Linked DNA regions of Mus musculus: regions 1, 3 and 4 are each linked to region 2. The links are chromatin contacts, called in public HiChIP or PLAC-seq, Micro-C and promoter capture Hi-C maps. All regions are on one chromosome and are shown on one strand. The core of a region is the stretch at or near the end of the contact, and the rest is flanking DNA. Distances in the headings are between cores, read along the strand shown.

The links. Promoter capture Hi-C pulls out the DNA fragments that hold promoters and counts their contacts. Hi-C and Micro-C count contacts between places; a contact is called where the count stands out from the background. HiChIP or PLAC-seq counts read pairs in DNA pulled down with a chosen protein or histone mark.
Region 1: a contact with region 2 is called in a promoter capture Hi-C map of liver, with 1.9 times the contacts expected there. The contact joins the promoter of Pllp here to the promoter of Kifc3 in region 2. A contact is called at or near these places in 1 of 39 promoter capture datasets (liver) and 3 of 115 datasets of contacts at active chromatin or transcription factors (embryonic stem cells and pancreatic cancer cells).
Region 3: a Micro-C map of embryonic stem cells shows a contact between it and region 2, with 2.5 times the contacts expected there. The contact joins the promoter of Cfap20 here to the promoter of Kifc3 in region 2. A contact is called at or near these places in 1 of 39 promoter capture datasets (liver), 5 of 484 Hi-C or Micro-C datasets (embryonic stem cells, liver, psoas muscle and 1 more), 2 of 115 datasets of contacts at active chromatin or transcription factors (bone marrow-derived macrophages and pancreatic cancer cells) and 2 of 9 other capture datasets (adipose tissue and liver).
Region 4: an HNF4G HiChIP or PLAC-seq map of pancreatic cancer cells shows a contact between it and region 2. The contact joins the promoter of Ccl17 here to the promoter of Kifc3 in region 2. A contact is called at or near these places in 1 of 484 Hi-C or Micro-C datasets (the G1E-ER4 cell line), 1 of 115 datasets of contacts at active chromatin or transcription factors (pancreatic cancer cells) and 1 of 9 other capture datasets (liver).

The regions. Positions count from the first base shown.
Region 1 is chr8:94,694,974-94,697,674 of GRCm38.p6, reverse strand. Pllp (plasma membrane proteolipid) reads left to right here and starts at 1,433. Exons shown (of 4, transcript NM_026385.4): 1 at 1,433-1,639. The coding sequence starts at 1,505.
Region 2 is chr8:95,141,177-95,143,876 of GRCm38.p6, reverse strand. It overlaps Kifc3 (kinesin family member C3), which reads left to right and starts at 1,320. Exons shown (of 22, transcript NM_001372314.1): 1 at 1,320-1,445. The region is part of intron 1 of Gm31036 (a long non-coding RNA gene); the gene reads right to left.
Region 3 is chr8:95,433,478-95,436,177 of GRCm38.p6, reverse strand. Cfap20 (cilia and flagella associated protein 20) reads left to right here and starts at 1,309. Exons shown (of 6, transcript NM_008187.2): 1 at 1,309-1,690. The coding sequence starts at 1,607.
Region 4 is chr8:94,809,093-94,811,792 of GRCm38.p6, reverse strand. Ccl17 (chemokine (C-C motif) ligand 17) reads right to left here and starts at 1,340. Exons shown (of 3, transcript NM_011332.3): 1 at 1,222-1,340; 2 at 490-607; 3 at 1-33. The coding sequence starts at 1,321.

The DNA.
Region 1 (2,701 bases), core at 184-2,683, 450 kb after region 2:
AAGAAAAAAAGAAGAAGGAATCTTTGCAGAATGTTAGTGATGGGGTGATTGAATAAATACTTAAAATTCCTGATTTGAGGATATTGAACTGTATTATCTGATGGGCAATATAGTCATGACCATATCCTTACAAAAGAGATGAGAGAGAGAGAGAGAGAGAGAGAGAGAGAGAGAGAGAGAGAGAGAGAGAGAGAGAGATATCTTGTGCATAGTAAGAGGAGAGTTGATGATACGAGGAGAGGCAGAGCTAGGTAGGGTACCAGAATCCCCTGCCGGCAGGTCATCTGTAATCCCAGCCTGCAAAGACCTGAGGTACGAGGAATGTCAAAAGCATGAAGTCAGTCTGGATTACAGAGCAATCTCCTGTCTCAAGACAAAAAGTGGGCAAAAGTACCCCAGAGGTTGCCTGAGCTCAGGACACCATGACTGTGTCTCCGTGATGATGCCTTTGCATATCTAGCCTCCATCACTGAGAAGAAACTTTTGTTAGGACCTTGAGCTTGTGATAAGTTGTCACAAGGAGCCATAGGATAGTACAGTCACCTACACAGCTTCTGTGACCTGGTCCTTACCCACTGGGGGTCAGTGTCACCCTCATGTGCTCAGCTCCAGTCCCTTTGGGGACCTGCTTTCTATTTCCCCAACTGCCTAGGTTGGTCCTGCCACTGCGCCTTTGCTCCTCACTTAAATCCTCCCAAGGTTTCCTCCTACTCACAGATTCAGGCCTCTGCACAAATGTCACCACTTCTGACAGGTCTTCCTTGACTAATGTGCTCCTTCCTTTTCTGTCAACTTAATACAAGCTATAGCAATCCAAGAGGAGGGAACCTGGATTGAGAAAATGCCTCTATAAGATCGGGCTCTAGGCAAGCCCTGTAGAGAATTTTCTCAGTGATTGATGGAGGAGGGCCCAGTCCATTGTGAGCGGTGCCATCCCTGGGTCCTGGGTTCTATAAGAAAGCAGGCTGAGCAAGCCAGGGGAAGCAAGCCAGTAAGCAGCACCCCTCCATGGCCTCTGCATCGGCTCCTGCCTCCAGGTCTCTGCCCTGCTTGAGTTCCTGTCCTGATTTCCTTCAGTGATGAGCAATGATATGGAAGCATAAGACAAATAAACCCTTTCTTCCCCAATTTGCTTTTGGTCATGGTTTTCTACCACCGTAATAGAGACCCTAAAACAACCATCTAAAAATCTCCTGGTCACTCTGCCTCGCCCTGTTAGATTCAGTCACAGCAGCAGTTGCCACTACCTGGATTTATTTTTTCCTGCCTGGCTGTCTGTAGATCGGTCTACGGACTTCTTCAAAATCTCTATCCAAACAGGCGAACCCAGGGTTAAGGGGCGGGGCCTCAAGAAGGGGCGGGGCCTCGGGCGGAGCGGGGCTGGGCTTCGCGCACCTGTGAGTTCTGTCTAGGGTACCCAAGCAGCGCCAGCAGCCGGAGCCGCAGTCGCAGCCCCGGAGCAGCGCCGGGAGCGCGGCCAGAGCGTCGTAGGCTCGCGATCGCTATGGCGGAGTTCCCGTCGAAAGTGAGCACGAGGACCAGCAGCCCCGCGCAGGGCGTGGGAGCCTCTGTGTCTGCGCTGCGACCGGATCTGGGCTTCGTGCGCTCCGCTCTTGGGGTGCTCGCGCTTCTGCAGCTGGTGAGCCGGGTAGCTCGGGGACTGGATGGGGGACTCTCCGGGGACCCCCGGGACGCTCACTCCCAAGATCGCCGGGAAGCTTGCACCTGGGGACGCTCGTGTGACATCCCTGCGAGCACAGCATGACTCTTGTGGAGGGGACCATACACACCCTACCCGGGTGGTTACCGTGGCGATACCGTAGCTGAGATAGCTGCGCACAACTGTCCGCCAGTCTGTCCCTTCTCTTCTACCCTTCCCCCTTCCCTCTGGGACCGTGCCCTGGCTTTCTCCGCCGGGCAAAGTCCACTGCCCTCCTCTTCACCCGGCTTTAACCACTAAATGCGACCGCTCTGTAGCCCTCCTGGACAGGGCAGAACACCACATCAGTGGCTCTGACACGCGCGCTCCCACCAGGGCACCTACCCAGGGTCTGCTGGTCGAATCTCCTTCCTTGGGCTGTGGAGATTCGCAGAGGCAAGAAACCACGTGTCTGCCATCCCCCGTACTCTGTGCAGGTCCCAGCTGAAGATCCTAGAGTTGCCCGTTCCCATTGGGTGCATTCTGAGATGTCAGCTGTCTTTTCATAGTCCCCTCCTGCGAGGGTCTGGAGGCCTGTGGCTGCCCCTAGGGAACGGTCTCCATTAACTGAGAGGTCCGCTGGTAGAGGAATAGGGTAGCACCGCAGGTGGGCATGCATCTGTTTCTGTCATCATCCCTCCAGTGGGCACCTCGAGCCAGGCTGCCAGGCCGGGCTGGGGAGTCGGGAGGCTTTCCTGGGCCATCTCCACCTAGGGCATACATACTATCTTGGTTTCGAGATTTCTGATCTTCCTTGGTGAGCCTTCGCCCTTCCCCCTTCCCCCTTCCCCCTTCCCCCTCCGTCTCCTCCCTGGGTTTGTTTAAAATTCAGATTCTTGGGCCCCAACCCCGGAAAAAATGTGAAACTGCTCTTTGAATCTCCAAAAGCGCAGCAAGAAATTTGCATTTTAATGTCTTCTCCTGGAGTGGTTTTGGGTACTGTTTGGTTTTGATGAGATCAGGGAGGGTAGCATGAGGCTCTCTTCTGGGACCAATTTAACT
Region 2 (2,700 bases), core at 71-2,570:
GGAACATCCATTACTTTTCTAATTGGAGAAAAGAGAACAATAAATGTTTTTATTAGTTAAAACAAAACAAAACAAAACCTGACTTTGGCTTTGCTAGAAGGAAACTGAAGTTTATGTCAGTGTCCCAATCCTTAAGGAAGACAAGGTTTCTCCTTTTATATGCAAACTTAAATGCAGGACACACCCCTTCCCCTCGAATAGAGCCTTCAATAGATGAGACAGTGCTTGCTTCCAGCTGGGGGCCTACTGGCCAGGCCTGGCCTGGCACCAGGCACCCTGTGGGGCCTAAGTCCTTGTCTCTGTTTTTGCTCCAGATTCTTGACACGTGGCTCAGCAGCGGAAGCGGGAAGCAGGCCCAGAGGAGGCAGCAAGGCCCTCCCTAGGTCTCTCCTAGGCCATTTCTGGCAAGCCTGAAGGGGTAGACCCTCACCCTCCTCAGGTTATCTGGGGACCATCAGCCTCTGCGGGACAGGCTCCTGTGGCACATTCTCCTTCCGCACTCCGGAGTGGGCATACTGGGGCTGGAATAAATGCCTCTCTGTTTGGGAGACAAAGAACAGAGTGGCTCCTTTGGGTCAGCAGTCTCTCTTGGCTGCCTGAGCCTTCTCTCCCCCAGGCCTCTTCAGTGGCTCCTAGACGCCCCAGGAAGGAGCTTTTAAAGACAGACGGTGGAGCTGTTTTGCCGGAGCTTAAGGGAATGCGTTACCTTAACAAACCCCAAGCCTGCTGCTCAAGAAAATATTTATTGGTTGGGGGTGCAGGGGTGCAGCTGGCAAGGCAGGATGCCAGGCTGGGCACAGAGAGAGGGTGCACGCCTGTGTAACAGAGCAGGTGAACGTGTGGTATGCGTGTGCTCGATCTCGCGTGCAAGAGCTTGTGTGAGGAAATGTATTAAGATGTGAGTCTGTGTGTGTGTGTGTGCCAGTTGTGTGTGGATCCTAGCTGGCGTGCGTGAAACTTCTGCACCTGGGTTTGGGGTGGAGTACAAACCGTTTTGAGGGTGAGTGTTAACGTTAACTCCTGGGTAGGAGTAATGGGTGAGGGCGAGTGTGCAGGTACGCGGTGTGCAGTGGAGGGTGTGAGCCAGCTCGGAAGGGGCAGGCAAGGTGCGCCTGGGCTCGTGCACCAGTGGGTGTGCGCACAAGGGTGTACCAGCCTGTGTCGGGTGGATGGGTAGGATAAGAGGGGAGGCATGCGCCTGGGGTGGGCGCGTGCGCGAGAGTGCGCGTGCCCCCCTCCCGAGCCCGTTACCATGGGAACGCGCCGCGGCCTGAGTTAATCATTTCCTGTGGAAAGTGCGGGAGGGGCGGGCACGGGGCGGGCCAAGGAGGCAGCGGCGGCGGCGTGGAGCTGCCTCGCGCGGGCGGGCGGGCCGGAGCCGGCCGGAGCGGGCCGAGCCCGGGGCGCTGCGGTGGCGGCGCTGGGATCCTGTCTCCGCTAGGCCGGTGAGTCGGGTCCCGGCAGGCTGGGGGTGGAATGGGACGGGCTCCTCCCGGCGCTCCTGCTGGGCGCCGCGCCCGCCCTGCCTGAGGACCCCCTCTTTCCCCGACCCGGTGGGTGTTGCGATCAGGCCCCAAGAGACCCGGCTGAGCGCGGGGCTCCCACTGTATTGGTCCAACCGGAGGATCTTGCAGAGACCTGGGCGTGAGGGTGGCACAGCCTCTGGGGTAGCGCCACCAAGACCGACTCCTTGGAGGGGGAATGTGCAGTGCCTACCTGGGAGCTGCGGGTCAACCAGTGAACCCCCTCCCCCTGCAAGGGTCGCTTCCAGGAAGGCTACTGTTTGGGCCCTCCCTCTGTGTCCCCCGAGTAGTTCTCCCCCATCCCCCGGGCAAGGCCCGAGGTGGGGTGCGGCAGCCCCTAGGTTAGGAGGGAGGGCCTCAGAAATACCCTCTCAAGCTGAGAGGGATCAAGTCATTGACAGCTGCGGCTGAGGAATCCCTGCAGGGAGGGGAGCCCAGAAGCTGTCTGTCCCCTCAGCCTTTCCACTGCAAGTAACAGGAGAACTCTGGCTGACACAGTGAAAGGCCGGGTCCTGAGACATTTTAAAGAGGAAGCTGGATTTAAATTCTTAAGTAGTATTTGTCACCCTTCCAAAACATACACACACACTTTAATGCATTTCTCAAGCTTGGGCCTTGGGACTACCCCTAGCTTCACCTTCCTTAGTGTCCTTCTGCCCCAGACTGGGTAAATGCCCTTCCTAGTCTGGTAGGACTTATTCCCCATGCCCTTCATAAAGGGGCAGTCTCCTTGGCTAGAGAGAGTCATTTGCTAGGAATGCAGTCCCAGAATGGTTTTGTGTATTGGAGTGGTTGGACTTCAGGGTTTGGGGATGGTAAGTTCTGCTGTCTGTATGGGTACCAGAGAGCAGAAAATTTGAAATCTGGATGCACCAGAACATGTGTGTGCCAGGGATACCCTAACCCAGTCTAGCCATGCCCCCTCCCCCAAATGCTCACCCAGGAGAACTAAGCTATCCCCTGCAGTGGTGTATAGGTGACTATGAGGTCTACACACACACACACACACACACACACACACACACACACAGAGAGAGAGAGAGAGAGAGAGAGAGAGAGAGAGAGTGAGTCTTTGCCCTGTCTCTGGTTTAAGACAGGAGGAAGGCAGATCTACCATCCTTAGCTAAACCCAGAGAAGCACATGCCCCTCCCCCAAACAGCTTCCGCATTCACCCAC
Region 3 (2,700 bases), core at 60-2,559, 290 kb before region 2:
TGAGTTCTCTATCTGTATGTACACCTTCAGGCCAGAAGAGGGCATCAGTTCCCATTACAGATGGTTGTGAGCCACCATGGGGTTGCTGGGAATTGAACTCAGGATCTTTGGATGAGCAACCAGTGCTCTTAACAGCGGAGCCATCTCTCCAGCCCCGAGGATATTTTGAACAACTTAAAAACAATCAAGCTATAAATTATTCACTTGGCTTAGAGTACATAAAGAATTCCCAGATATCATGCAAAAATTAATTCCATATAACAAGTTTCATTTTTATATAGTAATAGATTCACATAGTTTTCACGATATCTAGAAATTCTGGCTGGAGTACTCAAAGCTTTGGTGTGAGGGTAGAGTGAGTTAATACAGGGTAAGGCATCACATATACCCGTCACATAGTAAATGTGTAAACTTTGCAACTATGATCGTTAAAATTGCTAAAGTGATCGTCTGTGCTTCAAACTCTTTTCTGTGCGCCAGAACACAGGCCTGGGTGGAACACCATTTAGGAAGACGCTCAGCGACTGGTGGAAGTCTTCCACACTTGAGATTTCCTTCTACTTGAAATACACAGCGTATGTCTTTCCTACAATATTCCAGAAATTGACACACTTTTTTTAAAAAAATCAGCTGTCGGTTCAACTCAACTATTCCACTTTTAAGATTTTATTAATTTTTGTTTATATCTTAATATTCCGGCTTTCTTCTTTTCGAATCAATGCATTTAAAGAGATACGCTTTCCCCCAGAGTATTGCTTTTACAGCAGCTCATTCACTGTAACTTGATAATTAAAGGTGATGATGTAAATTGGGCAATCAATACTGGTTCATTAGCTCACACGTTCTCCTGGGCCAACCAATATTTGTTTTTTGCGACAGGGTGTCTCTGAGTCCTGGCTGTCCTGGAGCTCGATATGTAGACCTCAAATTCAGAGATCTTTCTACCTCTGCTGGGATTTAATCCGGTACTAGGATTAAAATCTGGAGTCAACACACCCAGGGATAATATTTATCTGTCGTTGGCACAAAGCCACCTTCCTCACTCTTCCCGCCCTTCGGGGGAGGGGTCTGGCATGACTCCACCCCTCCACGCGCCTCCCGGTTCCCATGACACCACGCAGGCACTGTAAACACGTGAGGTAAACTTAAAGTCTCCTTCCGCTGTTCTAAACCAAGTCTGGGCCCCGGCGGGGAGGGGCGGGGAATAGTCCCTTGGCAACCAAGTTCCGCGCCCGAGGGGGCAGGAAGGGGCGGGCCTAAGGGCGGAAGGAACCGGAAACCGTTCTTTCTGCGGCAGGACTGGGCAATGCGCCTCCGAGGGGCGGGCCCAAGCGTGCGGAGGGATCCGTGGCGGGCCGAGGCGGCGCTCCGCCTCCTCTCCGGCAGGCTCGGCGGCGCGGGCGGCAGTTGCTGTGGTTTCGGTGCTGAGGTGGCTCGGTGCTCACCGAGGCTTACGGATCTGCGTCACGCCGCCGCTTCCCGCCGTCAGTGGCTGCAGCTCTCAGCGTCCTACCTTCGGACCGGCGGCACCCGCTCTCTTTCGCCGCTCGGTGCCGATCTCCAATCCCGGGCCTAGGGCGGCGGCTGCGGGGCCGCGGCTGGCGAGATGTTCAAGAACACGTTCCAGAGTGGCTTCCTTTCCATCCTCTACAGCATCGGCAGCAAGCCCCTGCAGATCTGGGACAAAAAGGTGAGCGGTGGGGGCGGGACGGGGGTGGGGCCGACTAGCCGCCCACGTGATGGAGTGGCTACCGAGCCTTGACGTCCCGGTCAGTAGAATGGGGGCAGAGTGCCCACAGCCTAGCTTGAAACGCATAGCACTTTGAAGAAAGACATGCATGTGTTCGCTGGTGCCAAGCACTGTTGCTGCACTCCATACGGAGGGCCTTTTCCCCGGACATCCTGAGCACCGGCCAAGCCAGACTTGTTCTGATCCCATTCATTAGCTCCATCCGTCGACAGCCAAACCTTTGGAACTTGCTGCGAGCCCTCTGTAACTTAGAGTCCGTACTATTCTTCCTGTACTGGCCTTCTCCATTGGGAAACCTGCAAAAAGGTGATTGTTAGGGGCTTCTCGAGAGCCAGTATCAAGCCTCTGTATTTTTATCCAGCCGTCCTCTAGAATGGATGGTGTTTTTGCTTGCCACATGAGATGGTGGCCTTCCCTGTTCACTTTTGGAGATATTAAGATCTAGATGAAATGCCTTGCCGTTTCTTTTCTCATGAAGATTCCTGGGGCAGTGAGCTGGACCGTTTTTTTGTTTTGTTTTGTTTTTGAATATAAAGTGGTCACTCTAATGTGGAAGCCAGGTGATTTAGGGAATATCTTTAGTTCTGCCCTCGGCTGGGGAAGATGGAGAGAGGTGATATGCCTAGTGTGGTGTTCATAGAGATGTATATAGAATGGGTGGAGTAAGTCAAGATTATTCGTAGTAGGACTAGAACAATGTCTTTCCTAATTCACAGAGAAGGGCTTTGAGACACACAGTGGTTGACAGAGTACCTGCATTGCCTTCTGTTTGTCACTGCTAGGCAGTCGTGTGTTCTGAGGACAGCTTTGAGAGAAACCTGTTGGGAGTGTCTTGTCATTTGGCTAAGACAGTTGAGAGTTCCTCAAGATCTGGCCTTTGGTATGTAAGCAGTCTGACCAACTCTTTCAGATCCATAGCTAGAGTTATGTCAAGAGTATCCCATAGGAAG
Region 4 (2,700 bases), core at 91-2,590, 330 kb after region 2:
GCACAGATGAGCTTGCCCTGGACAGTCAGAAACCTATGTAGGAGAAAGCAGTGAGTAAGAGCCCAGGAAGGCCTTCAGGGTTTGGCCACCAGCCACATCTGCATTGACCTGAACACTGAGCAGTAGGACTTCATGCCTAGCCTCCTCTCTCCTCAGAGCACCTTGAGCCTGAGAGAAAGAGCCTCAGGCTGTGTGTTAGTCTCTACTCAGCTCAGACCCAGAGTGAGAGGTGACAGTATTACTGCCTACTGGCTCTGTTACCTGGGATGTCCTATCCATCTTGGAAACTCAGTTTCACCATACATAAAGAGGTTGGACCCCCTCAGCTGTGTGGGGTACAAGAGTATCCCTGGGTTCCCAAAACTGCCTTTAGGGGAATCAGGCTTGTCCTCTCTTCCTTCTTTCCCAGTGGCCTTCCTGGGCACTCCAAGGCCCACCCACTTCCCACTCTGGGTTCTAGGCAGAGGAGTGGGACAGAGGGATACTCACACGATGGCATCCCTGGAACACTCCACTGAGGTCTTATACCAGCTCACCAACTTCCTGATAGGAATGGCCCCTTTGAAGTAATCCAGGCAGCACTCTCGGCCTACATTGGTGGCTCGAGCTGGAAGAGCAATAGGAAGCAGGTGTCCTGAGAGTCAGGCCATGTGCCTGAGGACCCATGGAATGTTCCGATGTATGCCTGTGTGAGCCTGTGGGTGGGGACTGCATGTACTTTGTATTCTGTTTGTTCTTGGTGTGTGTGTGTGCTCTCCTGTGTCTGCAAGTTTGCATATTCATCTGTGTGTGTCTGCATATGCAGCTGTCTGAATCTAGGAACCTCATTTCAACTTCCCGTTCTAAACTAAATATAAAAATCTTTTCATACATTCTTGGAACCAATGCTCCGTTGTTATGTTGTTCCCTGATGATACATGAAGCCCATTAATGAAACAAATGGTAGCGATTCTGAGAATCGTTCGTTCTGCATCATGAGCCCACAATCAAGGCCACTATGTCCTAACATCTCAGAATAAGGTATGTGTCCAGGTCAGGCACCTGACATCATCCCAGCATCCTCAGAACCATTATCCTCCCTCCAGTGCTCCTGTGGCCACCCCCTGGTGACCCCTGTTAAGAACAGACAGGGTATAAGTCACACAGCTTGTGTCTCTGCCTTGGTCTCTGTGTGGGTGAATGGTTCCCATCTGCCCTATCCTGTCTGTGCCCGGCTCTTACCAGCTCTGGCATGCTGCAGAAAAGTCCCCAGAAGCAGAGCAGCCAGGAGCAGCATCTGAAGTGACCTCATGGTACCAAAAGCTGAGGTGAAGGTCTTCATGGGTCCTTCTGCCTGTCTTGGTGCCCAGCATTGAGGTGACCTATTTAACCTCTCTGGAGGTTATCCCACGCTTCCTGTCCCCTCCTATAATCCTTCCAGACTAGAGAAATTCAAAGAATTTGAGATAACTTAGTAGAAGCCCAGCTTGGGAATGTTTGTGGCTTTCCAGAGAATGGTCACTCGACTCGGGACAGGGGAGGGGGTCTGTGTCTGGGGTAAGGGCAATGACTTACTTCTCTTTTCAAAGGGAACATTTCTTGGTTCCTCTATTAGCAGGATCCAAGGCCTCAGCCTCAACTCATCTCATCCCTTGTCCTAGTACTGGTGAACTTCCTTTGTGCCTGGTACCCTGTGGAGGCAGGGTAGGGGACCAAACAGAGATCATAGGGACTATGCCAGTCAGGGCTCTGGGGTCCAGAAGGTCCACAGGAGGGTGAGCAGGTTACAGGGATGTTCAGTAGAAGAGGCCTAGTCCCACCCTATTTTGGGGAACCCAGAGGTTCAGCTGAAGCTGAGCCTGTCTTCCTGTCCTTCCCCAGGCTGGCCCTTACCCCAGGAGGCTAAGCTGAGAGGGGCTTTAATCACGGTGTATCTGCATGTGTGCTTTAGTGGGTTGGAAAGCTCAGCTCCCAGAAATAGAGCACCACCTCGTTTCTGTTATGAGCAGAATGAATGGTGTGTGTGTGTGTGGGGGGGGCGATGCTCACCTCTATAGGAGCTGCATGCCAGAGGCTGCCCTAGAAGCCCATAGAGCATCCCCAGGCCTTAAGCAGACTGTTAAGAAATCTGTGTGAATTTTCAGCATACCCAGACTGTTAACAACAGTGCCCAGAAAAGAGTTTCAGGACAAGTCACTATTAAGCAAAGCCAGGGTTTACTGAGAAAAAGAACCGGCATCCCAGCTACTGGGGAGGCTGATGTAGGAAGGTTCCAAGTTTGAGGCCAGCCTGAGCTACCGGGGTTCACAGGTGCTGGTGAGACGCTATCACAATAAAGGGAAATGTCACTGCTTTGCAGTGTGACCCAGAGTGTCTCACAGATAAGGCATGTGCCGCCGTGTGTTTTACTCTTTAAAATTTTAATTTATTAACATTTATTTATTACATTTGTGTGCATAGGTGTTTTGCACTCATGTGCTAGCAGACACTCTACAACCTGAGCCACACCCCAGCTCCTCCTGCCATTTTGTTAGAACTTTTGGCTCTCAGTCAGCAAGAAACACAGACCCAGGCTGAGGGGGCCCCTTACCCTTCTCATATCTCCATTTTCCTTCAATCCTGCCCTACGGCCACAGCATCACTAAATTTGCTCATTCTCCCAGACTAAGAGGTCTTCCCAGGCCAAAGCCGTCCATTCTCTAAATACCTGTCCCGAGGTGT